Linked DNA regions of Gossypium hirsutum: region 1 is linked to region 2. The links are chromatin contacts, called in public Hi-C maps. All regions are on one chromosome and are shown on one strand. The core of a region is the stretch at or near the end of the contact, and the rest is flanking DNA. Distances in the headings are between cores, read along the strand shown.

Region 1 (7,122 bases), core at 760-3,259, 280 kb before region 2:
CCACCATAAGCCAAACATTTAATAGTATTCATTCTCTTTTATTGAGAGGCAAATTTATGAAAGACGTATTCTTATACCTAGCTTTAAACTAATTTGCTCTTGCCCTTTGCTCTTAAAACACCTCGTCCTTCTTAATTTCCATATTGAATTGAATTTTTGTATCAATAAAATCTACCAAATTATCATCGTCATGATTGGTTGCCATTAAGCTCTCTAGCTTCCTAGTCAAATGCTTTTTAAACTTATTCCTTTTCCCCTTAATACGTCTAGTCCATCCTCTCAAATCGAACTGAAGCCTCTTTAATTTTGAAAAGATATCCCCCTTAGTCATTTTCCATATTTTTTTTACTTCCCCTTCGAACGAGTCTTCCATAGTCCACCAAGCTTCAAATTTAAAATCGCTAACTACTTTCCCTCCTTCCTTATGACCTAATTGCACTAATAGGGGGCAATGATCTGAGGAAGAATGTGGTAAATGACAAATCAATGTATTTGGGAAACTTTTTAACCAATCTTCATTTGCCACCCCTTGTTTAACATTTCCCTAATATTTGTTTCAGGCATATTGTCTTACTCCGAAGTAAATCATGGCCTCGAGTACCCTTTATCAAAAAGTTGACAATCCTCCAATGTTTCTCTAAACAACTCCATTTTCATTTCTTCCCTAGGCAAACCCTCGTTCTTCTCAAAAGCGTACATAATTTTATTAAGGCCTCCACAAACAAGCCACGAGAGATCAGTATTCAACCCTAGCCTTTTAAGATCATTCCATGAATTACTCATTTGACTTGCAAACTGGGAATTATAAAAACCTGTGAAGTGCCAATCCTTTTCACAGCTTCTAACCACCACATCAATAAATTTTGATGCATAACATCTCAAATCAATGGACGTCTTTTCCTTCCATGCTCCTTTTAGTTCCCTTAGCCCTTATGTCTATCCTATTAATAAAACCACAACATTTTCTTACCCTTTCTACCTTTCTCCCATCAAGTTTTGTCTCCATGAAAAAGACGATTTGGAGACTGAATTGCTTCAGCACATGTTGAAGACGATGCACTGCCTATGGACCCCTTAAACCATGGACATTCCAACATATGATTTTCATTACGCCTGGTTGGCTTGGCTCTTGGCAGCCGTCGATCCCTGATAAAGTGAAGCTAAATCTTACTTCGAAGAATTCCTTTCTGTAACGATAGTCATTAAATCATCTGAGTCTTTCTCAACAATTTTCGCTCTTTTTCCATTCTCAATGCTTGGAAAAATTCCCCTACTCGTCAATTTCCTCTCATGTCTTTTTTCTTTTTCCATGAACGCATGACCTCAGATTAGACCTCATCCACTTTCATATTGTGCCCTATCTCATTAAGAGATTCATCATGATCCATATTTTCCCAATCAAAGTCTTGGAAAGATTTTATCAGTTTCACAATCCTTATCAACCAAGCCATTCCTGAAATCTCTCCTCACACTAATAGTTTTCGAGTCAAACTCAAACTCCACCACAGCTCTCATTTTCGTCGATTTGACGTTTGCCTCCACTCCTAGAGAATGGACTGACCTCACTAATTTTATTGTGCCGCCACATTTTCTTCATCTGCTCTAGTATACGACCATTGCTTCATTGATTTCCTCGCAACGGATTTTAGCTTTAAACTCTTTCTACCCAAGAAATTTAATTTTGCCTTAAGAGCCAGCGAATATGGTAACTCATCCTCGGGTAGGTCTTTAACCTTTAGTGTAACCTTGATACACTCGTTAATACTATGCCCCATCTGTCCACACCTAAAGTAAACTCCATGCAAATTTTCATGGACCCAAATTCTCTATTGCGACTCAGTTAGAATAAAAATCCCCTTCTTAAAGGTGTTTGCACATTCATCTACAATTTAATCCTATAAAAATCACCTTTGACTTTCGATCTAAGCACTCCCCTAGAGGTGGATCCAATTGCTTGCATAAGATCCTTTCAATCACACTCTGAGGGACAAGGACCCCCTTTGACCCAAAAAAGAGACGCCACTAATCTATTTTGCTTCGTTCCATCGATTCCAATAATTTATCAAAAATAATCAATTGCCATAAAAAAAGCCATGATTGTCCCTCCAAAGTCAACTCCAGATCCTCTTCATCTTCAAATGAAATTTAAAACAAAATTTATCTTGTAACCTATATCTCAAATTTCTTCTTAGTCTGCCAAATACTTTTTAATTAAGCTTGAAAACTATCTGGATTGTGAGATTTTTTAATCCACACAATGCATAACAACGTCGGTTTTTCACCTGGAACTACCAGCAAGCTTTTAACGGACGACTGAATCAGTTCCTCCTTCAAGAGAGAGATATCATCCTTCTCCATTCCCTTTAAAGTCACCACTTTACTCAGACCCATCCACAGGCAGCGCTATTTATCTAAGAGACTAAGAGAGAGCATTCTTGACTTTTTTAGAGTTTACAATATAAATTCAATACAATTATAATATAATTACAAATACATGCCTAATAAACTATAAAGTAAAATCAAATTAATATATAACACAAATAAACTAAGAATCCTAATAATTTAGACTAAAATCAATCCATCAAAGTAAAACTCACATAAAATAAAACTAGGAGCTTAAACAATTATATATAACAAGACTTGTACCTTAACTATTCAAATACCTATATATTACAATTATAACTATCAATTAATAACATAAATAATGTTTTTTAAAACCCAATATCTACTTTCAATTTCTTTTTACCAAACAAAATTAAATTTGCAATTATTTGTCATGTCTAAATAACATTTCAAATATATAAATTTAAAAATTGATATTTGTATTTTCGAATTTACACCAAAAGAGAATACAAAAAATACTATTATTTTATAGGTGGCATTCGTGTGCCAAGTGGCACTAATAAAAATTAAAAAAAAAGTGAAACAGAAAAATAAACTACTAAAATTCTTTCTGCTTTTTTTCTTTTTATGTTACTTATTTTTTAATTTTCACTGATGCCACCTAATATACCGATTGCATCCATAAAATATTTTTTTTTATATTTTCTCATGTATATTTAAAAATACAAATATTTTTTTTAAATGATTGATGCTACAAATATTATTTTCACTCATATTTTAAAAATATATAAATGGCACTTGACACAATCATGATATCAAAATTTTTATTTTCTTTAAAACCAAATGATTAGTTAAAGATGCTAACTGAAAAGTAGATGGTGCCATCTAACCAATCGAGGACGCTAAATTACATTGTTCAAAATAGGTTATTTCCTTAAATAATTTTTTCCTTAAGTCATTTTGTTAATTAATTTTTTTTAAGGTTATTTGTATAAAAAAAAGCCAAACCTTCCTTTTTTTTCTTCCTCCTCTTTCTCCGCTGTCGCCGCCACCGCCGTCACCACTAAAAATCTGAACCCTAATCCTAAATCCCATCTTATATTGTTCCAAATGTCACACCTTGACAACATTCCATCCACTCCTGGCAAATACAAACCCGACAAAGCTTTCCGTTTCAACTCCTCCGCCGCATCTTCCTCTCTTTCCAAGCTAACCCTTTATTCCACCCTTTTCCTTTCCGTCCTCCTTATCTTCCTCCTCCTACTTTACTCCCCTTCTTCCAAACCATCGTTGCGCCGCCACCTATCTACTGGGTCCCACCGCACCCCACTCTCTCTTTCCCACAAACTAATCCGCAAATCTGCCCGTCCTCGCTCTACCACCGGTAACACCGTCCTTGTGACCGGCGCCGCCGGTTTCGTCGGAACCCATGTTTCCCTCGCTCTTAAACGCCGTGGAGACGGTGTCCTTGGCCTTGACAACTTTAACCATTACTATGATCCAACCCTGAAAAGGGCTCGCCAGAAGATCCTCGAAAAAGCTTGGGTTTTTGTCGTCGAAGGCGACATCAACGACAAGGGTCTTCTCGAGCAACTGTTCGATGCCGTTTTGTTTACTCACGTAATGCATTTAGCAGCTCAGGCAGGTGTTCGTTACGCTATGCAAAACCCAGGATCTTATGTTCATAGTAACATTGCTGGATTTGTGAACTTACTGGAGTGTCGAAATCGGCCAACCTTCAACCGGCAATTATCTGGGCATCTTCAAGTTCGGTATACGGCTTGAATTCTAAGGTCCTATTTTCAGAGAAAGATAGAACTGATCAACCTGCTAGTTTATATGCTGCTACAAAGAAAGCTGGTGAGGAAATTGCGCATACTTATAATCATATTTATGGACTTTCATTAACTGGATTGCGATTCTTCACGGTTTATGGTCCCTGGGGTCGGCTCGATATGGCATATTTATTTTTCACTAAAGATATAATGAAAGGTAAAACTATCACTGTATATGAATCACCAGATAAGGGTAGTGTGGCTAGAGATTTTACCTATATCGATGATATAGTGAAAGGGTGTTTGGGAGCATTGGATACGGCAAAGAAGAGTACAGGGAGTGGGGGAAAGAAAAGAGGGCCTGCACAATTGAGGATTTTTAATTTGGGGAATACTTCGCCTGTACCTGTGAGTACGTTGGTTAGTATATTGGAGAAGATTTTAAAGGTGAAAGCTAAGAAGAAAGTAGTGCCATTACCAAGAAATGGGGATGTGGAGTTTACACACGCCAATATTACCTTAGCAATGATGGAGCTCGGTTACAAGCCGGCGACTGATTTGGAGGCAGGGTTGAAGAAGTTAGTGAGATGGTACCTCAGTTTTTATTCGAGGTCAAAGAAGAAGAGTTCTTAGTGAAACTTTCTCATTTTTTTTTTCTCATTTTAGTTGATATTGATTACTTCTATGTTGTGTTCATTTGGTGGTTTATTGAGCATTTACTTCATCGTATGCTTGATATAATCATGCAAGTAGGGGTGCTATTCTGCTTTGCCTGTAGGGTGGGCCTCTCGTCCCAATTCGTAGTGATGGAAAGCTAGCAGCATTTTAGTTGTTATTCCACGTGTTGCTTTCTTTTCTCTTGGAAGCTTCTTTTAGCAGTTTTAAGCCTTGTACAGTTCATGACTGATGGATCGAAAAGATGTTCTGAATGCTGGTTCATTTTGTTTTCTCAACCGTACAGTTATTTCAATAAAATTGCAACCGCTGCAACGTGCTTTTAAATGATATTTTGTCTATAGAATTCCCCTGGTTTTGCCTACCAGTTTTGGTTGGAAAATCTTGAAGACGTATGATGTCTTAACTTGTTTGTTTTGGCTGTATTCTTTACTTGGCCTTTAGAATGGTTATGTTGTCTCAAATTCTTAGCTATAACACGCAATTTTTAGTATGAAAAAAGCACATGTTTTCAGAGCTTGTTGTGGAGAACGCAGTACACATCCTTAGGTTTTGCTTAGTACAAAGGATGGAAAAAAGTGAGGATTTATTTCAATTAAGACCAATTATTTCTTTTAGCCTTGAATCTAGGCATTTCACAGAATGACCTAGTTAAGCAGGTCAAACTTGTTACATTGCATGGCATCCATGGTATTGTTCTGACGGCATTGGCATTAAGGTGTAGTATATTATTAAAAACTAGGTAAAAATATCGCGAAGTCTCTTGTATTAGAAGTTGTATTCCATTGTGCCCCTTTTATTCAAAAAATAGGTTAATTAATCCTTGAATATTAGATTAAAGAGCAAATTAGTCTTTTAGTTAAAAATTTCATCTATTTTTACTTTTAAAAACTGATTCTCTACATGTATCATGTGTAATTGTTTAATTTATTCTATAAATTTTAACAATCTAACATACATATGCTAATTTACTCATTTTTTTAGTAAAAAAAGTAAAATACAATTTAACTCCTAATACAAAGGCCTTTTTACCTGCAAACTCATAGACTATCTTGTTTCAAGAAAAAGGAAAAGAAAAAAGGGGAAATATTTGAGCTAGGAACTTGCAAAATGTTGAAAGCATGATCAAATGCATGAAAAGAATTATGTGTATCATTTTTCCATTTGTGGTCACTTAAACAAGTGAACCCTTTTATTTTACAGCAGCAAACATCATCCTAGCAAAGGGAACATTAATACGAGTATTTATTAATCATTGCTGTTGTATTATCTACAACTAGGTCCAACGTTTAATCTTCGTCTACATATAGATGAACACGACAAAACTACATCTTGCATTTTATGTACTGTAAACCACAGAAAATACAGCCGATGCCTTTCTTCCTCGAGCATCAAATCTCCTACCATAAGATCCTTTTCTTAAGGATGTCAAAATTCACCAAGTCCGGTATCAGATTTACAGCATCCACTGTGACATCTCTCTTATCTAGGAATTCGCTTATGGTAAGAAAAAACTTCTTGAAGATCGCACGAATGACTCATTGTAAAGCAAGAACAAAAGAATAATTATATTATTTTAGAAGTCAGAAATATGGTTTAAGATGTTCGATAAAGTTATCTAAAAGTCAGAAAGGGATCATCGAAATTTCATCTCAAGGAACGAACCCAGCTTCTGAACCACAATGCAGACGTTAACGTACTCAAGTTGATAACTTGATACGAACTCGGTAAGCTACGATGGCGAAGGCAAAATCTGCATTATTATTGCGACTTGGAAGAGTCAGCATCAGAGTCAGTGTCCAACTCCCACCATGCACCAGAATCTTCCTTATGCATATAATCAGAACTGTTTCCATCATCACTACCATCAAAATCCAGATCCTCACTCTCCTCATCAAACATATCTTCAGAGCCATAAAACTTCCTCTCCACCTCTGGATCATAAGTCCACTCTAGTTTCTTCAAGATATCACGGTCTTTCCACTTCCCCACAACGGATACTGCCTCTTTCTTAGCTTTTCCCTTCAATATTTCTGTCCAAGAAAACCCAGCATCTGCGACTCTTTTCAATGCCCCATCATCGGCATCCCCCACAACAACCGTCTTCAAACACCTCAGTTTCGCCTCCTTCAAAACACCAACAAAATCGGAATCATCAGACACGAGCATCAAACACTCGGCTTTCCTCTTATCCATCACATCCACTATGTGATCCCTCAATGCAAAATCTGCAGCTTGTGGCCTATTTGAGACAGTCCCAACCCAAAACCCTGCCCTTTTCAACTCATCAGCTAAACCATACCCAACTTTCGGTGTCAAAACCTCCCTA
Region 2 (6,607 bases), core at 2,903-5,402:
TATTGTTAAATATATTTTATTAAAAATAATAAATAATTTAACCATATTTTAACATAATTATTATTAAATATAATTTAATATAAAATACAATTTAATAACATTCTTAATATAATTATTATATGAATTAAAAAATCATAATATATAATACTATAAAAATTATATATAATCTACTTTATTATTTTTAAATTGCAATACATATTTAATGTGCTAAAATTTCATTAGTGAAACAAATAATTTAATTATTCTATAATAAAAAACAAAATATTAGAAGTAATGATCTGAAATTTTGGTCAATGTGCGATAGCGCTCATCCTCAGTTAAACCTTCTACTTCAAATAATATTGAATATAATTTTAATTCACATTCTTGAATGGTGACTAATCAACACCATTCATAACATTGGAATAAGGCATAAACATTAGAGGCAATGCATTTAATTTCACCTTCAACAATGATGATGAAAGCTATGTATTGGTTGAGCTAACTATCCTTTTAGAGGAACCATTCAGACCGGGGGTGAAGCCAGAAAATTTTTTTAGGGGGCGGATGAAATTTTAATTTTTTATAGTTTATATTTTTATAATTTGTAAAGGATTAAATTGAACTTTTATAATTTAGGGGGGCCAAAGTGCAATTTTATCTTTACTAATTTAAAATTTTTAAAAATTTTCTAAGAATAGAAACCTGAATTAAGAAAAAAAAGCATAAACAACAGATAAAGAGTGTATGTAGATAATGCAACTTCTTTTCATTTTTAATAGCTGTCAAAGCATTGCCAGAAATAAATGGAACTTCATAACCATACATAGATAATGCAGTATCTTAACCATACCTTATAATTTGCTACATCAATGAATATACCATCTACTCCAAAAACATGTTTTAATTGCAAGCATCATACCTTAGGCCTTTCCATGCCACTTCCAAAATATACTATCCCAAAAGACAAGGATGAGTACGCAGCTGCAATTTCTATAACTTTCAGTTTTGGAGGATTTCCTGGAACCTAAACCAATAAATTCACATATAAAAACTAATCCGATAAATATAATTTTTTTTGAGAGATATATTGTGGTTTAATTGAAACCTCGCCCTGATAGGAGCATCCGCTTGCACAATTAAAATCCCAACACTTTTATCAGTATCAGCTTGATTACTATCTTGAGTAACAAAGCAAAGAACTTTCATGCAAGCAGAGGCAGGACCTGCCTGTGAGCTAAGCATGAAAATGACCTTATTAGTACCCCAAGTATTGCAAATTGCAATGAATCTAATGTATGTTTCAAAGGCAGCCAAAATTATTTACTTGTGTCCTTCATTTTTCCTTTTAGCTTACCTTAAATATTCTAAATGGGATCAAAGATGATAAATCTTCGAATTTAAGCAAATAATTTAAGATCGAACAAATTCAACTTCTATTATATGATTTATCACTTCTAGTTCTCACCAAACATAGACCCTTACCGATTTCAACACCCATGCTCAGAATCAAGTAGACAATTAATGTTTCAAAAGATCGTATCCTATTATACTACTTTTGTATTAATAAAAAGAGATACAAGCAGAGACAACCTAACTCGACAAGGTCCATTTAGGATAACTAAAACTTTCTTCATGTAAAGGGAACAAATTCCTGTTAGTCATATAAATCCAAAAGAATCCTACAGTGACGATGAGACACAGCACTCCCGAGCTGAAAATCCTTTCATTAGGTGTTCTCCAGCACCGCTAACACAACAACCAACTATGAAACGAGCCCCAAAGGGTCCTTTTGAGGAGGCCCAACAGCCTGCACCATACATTGCTGCTAATCCCACACGACCAGAGACCTATCACAATTGTGGGAAAAAGTGTATCATAAATCATATAGCCTCAAAAAGGAATGAACTAAGAAATACAGTTTCGTCTAGTAGTTATCACCTTCAGTACAATACCACCACTGGAGGCTCCTATGCTATATTTCTTTCAGTGTCAACACAAATGACTCCCACAGTGTCCAGGATATTATCTTCTGATAGGCTGAGCATACATGATTGACCACCACTGTTGCCCTTCAAAGTATCATAAGTTTGAGCATGTGAGCCTGACATATAGATGCATAATTTCGGTTAAAAATATTGTCCAAGCTTATTGATATGAAATACATCTCCAAAATTATTTGGGGGGGCAAATCTTAAATGAAAATGATAAAAAATAAGTAAATGCAGAAACGACTCAAAGAAACATCCACCAATTTTGTAAGCAATCAAATATCGGTGAAATCAATACAATTCACACTACTAATTATAGATATACAGAGTCTTCATTGCTAAGAGAAAATCATGAATGCTGGTACAGATGCTAAGATTGTTGAAACACTAAGCAATCAAATAACCCATCAAATAACTTATGATTCTCTAAGCATTAAGATTCAAAAATAAACAAAGCTTATTAACACATATGTCGAATTTCTCTTTAATTTAACCTCAAAGATTTTTTCAGCTGAAATGCTTTGTTCAGCTTACACTGTAACTAGCCCAACATTTCAGAATCAAAATTGAAAAAAAAGAAGAAGAAGTAAAGTAATGGCAAATTTACCAGTAAAACGATTTCCTCATCTCCCCCGCCTCTATTTTCTTTTTCTTTTTCTTGCTCAAAAACTCTATAACTGATTCAAAGCTCAAAATCCAAAACCCCTTCAACCCATTTACCACAAACAACAAATTCCAACCTGAAATTGAAATCTCTTACTATTGAGACAAGCAACCTGAAATCCCTTACAATAAACAGAAATGCCCAACAATTCGAATAAACCAAGCTTAGTTTTCTAACCCTAAATTGCCCTAAAATAATCGGATCAACCAGTTGACCAATTTTTTTTCGAAAACTCATTTTTTTCACAACCCCTTTCTAGTGAAATACAAGCAGAGAAGTAAAGAGATGAAATTCTCACAATGGAGGTGAGATTGAGGGAAATAATAACCTTACTCGTCTCAACTTTGGGGATGCTTTTTATAATGTCGAGATCTCTGTCGATGATGGTCGTGGGATGAGAATAACTAAACGAGAACTAGGAGACAGGGTTGGGGTGTGGTGGCTTGAGGTGTTTGCTGAGGGAGAGTGGTAAAGGGCAAGAATGGGAGGTTATGTTTTTTTTCTTATTCGGTGGAGGCTCTGTATTGCTATTCTTTAAATCAGGTGGGGAATGGCTATTACGGGAAGAGGCGGAATGGGAGATGAATGAAATTCTGTCGAATGGAGGATTCAGTGAACCAAACTAATGAATAGCTGCTTATCACCGAATCATCCAGGAATAGTTTGGCTATTCATGCCAACCAAACGTGTTGTAAATTTTCTGGTGGTCGTTGAAACTTAAGAACTTCAAAAACCTAATAATGAATGCTTGAATTTGCTTATCATTCCTCTCTTTCCTTTTTTTTTTTTGCATAAATAAATATTATATGCAAATCAAATATTATCCCTGCGACAGACTGCTCTATTATTCTGCAACTGCTTTGACGTCTTTGCATTCTACAATATAGTTTAAGTTTGATCTTGTTTCTGTTTTTATCTCTTCCTTTTCATGTTCTTTGTACTTGTAATAACCATTTACCTTAGATTGAAAAAAAAAAACTTTGCTTATTTTCTTTTATATATGTGGGTTAGAAGACTTCATTTGAAGGAAGAGGGAGACTTCATTTGAGTTTGAGGTGAGTTTTCTTGGCTTTTTTCGAAGAGTTTTGTCTTAGCAACTTATGGAGCTGTAATTGGCTTTAAAGGGTTTGGATTTTTCCCAAAAGAAGAAGAAATGGGTTGCTTTAATGGCGATTTTTGGTTTAACCAGTTATGGTTTCTATAGAGTTTATCACTTTCCTGCTATAACTCAAAAGAGAAACAGAGTTTTAAAGCTTTTAGGAGCTTTGGTTTCCATTACTTAAGCCATCTCTGATTGTGCTAAAATAATAAGAGTTGTTTCTAATGATTTGAATGGTTTTCTCCTATCAAAATTAGACCAAATTCCTAATACTTTGAAACAAGTTTCGAAAATCACCAAGTCCAATGAATTTTCACAGTCCATAGCAAGGGTTACACAAGGCCTGACTGTGGGAATTTTACGTGGTTATCAATCGGAGGCAAGAAGTGGTGATACCTTAAATGCCAAATCTCGTTCAATGGATCAAGTTATGGATAAGCTTTTTACTGAAGCTGGTGCTGGTTTTGCTTCCGCTGTTGTTGAAAGCTTTGCTAGGAATTTGGTCATGGCAGCATGTAAAGAACTGCAATCTAAAGGAGATTCGAACTCAAAATTGACTCCGTGCTGGCTGAATTTGGTGTGTGGTGATGAGTTTAGGGAGCTGATTGGTGATTGTATTCAAGTTTTTGTTAACTCTATGGTGGGCGTTTATCTTGAAATGACTAAAGATGTCAACACTTTTGATGAGCTCTTTGCAGGGTTGACTAACCCCGACCATGCAACACAACTGAGGAACTTGTTGATCACTACTTCTAATGGTGCAATGGAGGCTCTTGTCAAAATATCTCATCAAGTTTTGACAAATTCTAATAGTTCAAAGGACTCACCTGATGATGTCAATGATGATGATGATGATGATGGGTGGGTTAGAAAAGTGTCATCAACTTTATCAGAGCCAAGAAATGAGAAATTTGTTGTTGATATGAGTGGAAGGATTGCATTCGAAATAGTTAGCATTCCTTGAAGTTTTGTTGGAGATGGTATGTCAAGACATGAAAAAATGTGTCAAGGTTGCTCAAGAAGCTATCGTTGAAGGTGGTCTTGAGATAGTGAGATATGTTAGTGCAAAGTCTTCAGTTTTTGCCACCATATGTCTGTCTCTGTGCTTGCACATTCTTGGTGGTGTTTGGATCTTGGTGCTAGCACAAGTTGTTTCACAAAGTCATGTCATCCTATAGTTTTCACCAACGCCTCCATGTGTTCATTTCTTCGCTCTATGTTAAGTTGCTTTCATGAATAAAATGCATGTTGGAATTTGTAATAATTAATCTTTAGCTTCATTACTTGTATATATTTGGCATTTATAAAATCTTTGTATTTACAAGTATTTTAAGCCTATGGAGTCGATTCAATTTAGTTTTCATTCTCGAATAAGAGTAATAGTTGTTTAGCTCATGCCTAATCTGCAACAATTGTATAGTAAGCTTCAACGTGGTGCTTCTGCTATGGCCTACAACTCTACTACTCTAGTGCTAATGAAGTGCCTTTAATGGCTCACATTTACTTCTGCAACCAGAAAGAAGCATTTTAATCCATGCCATACGTCGACTGCAAATTTGCTACATTTCATTGAATGTTGCCAGCGGAACAGTACTAACTGGTATAAATGCAAACCGTCTTTTGTTCGTTTTTTTCTTTTTGAAATTTTCTCTTACATGTATTTCCGGTTGACTTTAGTTGCTTATTTGCATCATGCACATATTCATATTGGATGCACACTCAACACTTAGTGCAACTTGGATTAATTTAAGGGGAGATGACCTTTTTTTTTTGGGTTCCAGGTTGAGTCAAAGAATGGCCATTGTTTCTTTTGCGTGAGTGTATTTGGATGCATGCATTTGTTTAGATAAGTATTTGATAAACTTCATCAGCAGGGGGGACACAAAAAAGTAAAAGAATATTCTAACCGTAAGTAGATCTTTACCTTCGCAGTATGGCGGCAAGAGGTCACCTGTTTTGTAGTTACTCGGTGCCAACATCATCTTAATTTGCTTCTTTCAAGACCCTTTCTCATTTGTGGCAAACGAATATTAAGAAAAAGACAAACATGATCAAAGCTTTATAAATGGCCTATATCTCAAGACAGTTTCTCCTACATGCTAAGCACTATTTTTGGCCGGATTCGGACATTTTGAGTAGTTAACTACTATGTCAAGAAAATGGTACAAACGAACATGCAAACTTGTAGGGGATTGGAAAAAACCTAACTGATAAAAACAATAAATAAATTAAAATAAGGACCCAAATCACCTATGGGAAGGAGAGAAGCATGCTGCTTCTAAAAATTTCATTCTACCTCATTTCAATTTAGGGTTTTACCTTCCTTCATCATCTTTTTCAGTTCTTATTCTCAACTGACCACAAATTTGTACTCTAATAACTGACAATAGCAGGATTAGAGTATGTGAGACTTTTCTGAATCATTTCCTTGCATGAAATAGGAATCAAGTTTCAAAACCCAGTAAGGGTCCTAATAATACCCAATATTGGAGGGTCATACCAACAATCTGAGCCCATTTTAGTTTAATCAACAGTCTCGATTCTCATACTCCTTGTCAATGAGGTTACTCTTGAAACCGCTTCTTATCTAGTGGCAAGTTTCAAATTCTAAATTCTAGCACATATAAGACACTTTTGAGAATGTTATCATTTGTATTCTGTACCCAACTTGCACTCATGTCACATAGGTTTAAACCCTGCAAGTCGCTTCTATTTTATAAACTTGTCAGCTCTTCAAATCATTTTTTTAAGCACTCAATAATTTTGAAATAAAAAAAATCTTATTATATGATGCTCTTACACTCTCTCTTCACACCCTCAAACTCTTAATACACTTAAAAAGATAAACCAATAAATTAATAATAAATAAAAATA

Evidence for each region. A called contact is a pair of places that touch in the nucleus more often than the background predicts.
Region 1: a Hi-C map of leaf shows a contact between it and region 2, with 4 times the contacts expected there. The contact joins the promoter of LOC121209907 here to the promoter of LOC107959405 in region 2. A contact is called at or near these places in 6 of 34 Hi-C or Micro-C datasets (callus, hypocotyl and leaf).

The regions. Positions count from the first base shown.
Region 1 is chrA11:61,499,674-61,506,795 of Gossypium_hirsutum_v2.1, reverse strand. It overlaps LOC121209907, which reads right to left and starts at 2,009. Exons shown (of 3, transcript XR_005905088.1): 1 at 1-2,009. It overlaps LOC107957871, which reads right to left. Exons shown (of 3, transcript XM_041082083.1): 3 at 5,928-7,122. The coding sequence ends at 6,555. It also overlaps the pseudogene LOC107893133.
Region 2 is chrA11:61,225,549-61,232,155 of Gossypium_hirsutum_v2.1, reverse strand. LOC107959405 (protein PHLOEM PROTEIN 2-LIKE A10-like) reads left to right here and starts at 4,152. Exons shown (of 1, transcript XM_016895466.1): 1 at 4,152-4,697. The coding sequence starts at 4,152. The coding sequence ends at 4,697. It overlaps LOC107959395 (putative threonine aspartase), which reads right to left and starts at 2,090. Exons shown (of 5, transcript XM_016895457.1): 1 at 1,992-2,090; 2 at 1,666-1,829; 3 at 1,093-1,216; 4 at 902-1,006; 5 at 765-791. The coding sequence starts at 2,090. The coding sequence ends at 765.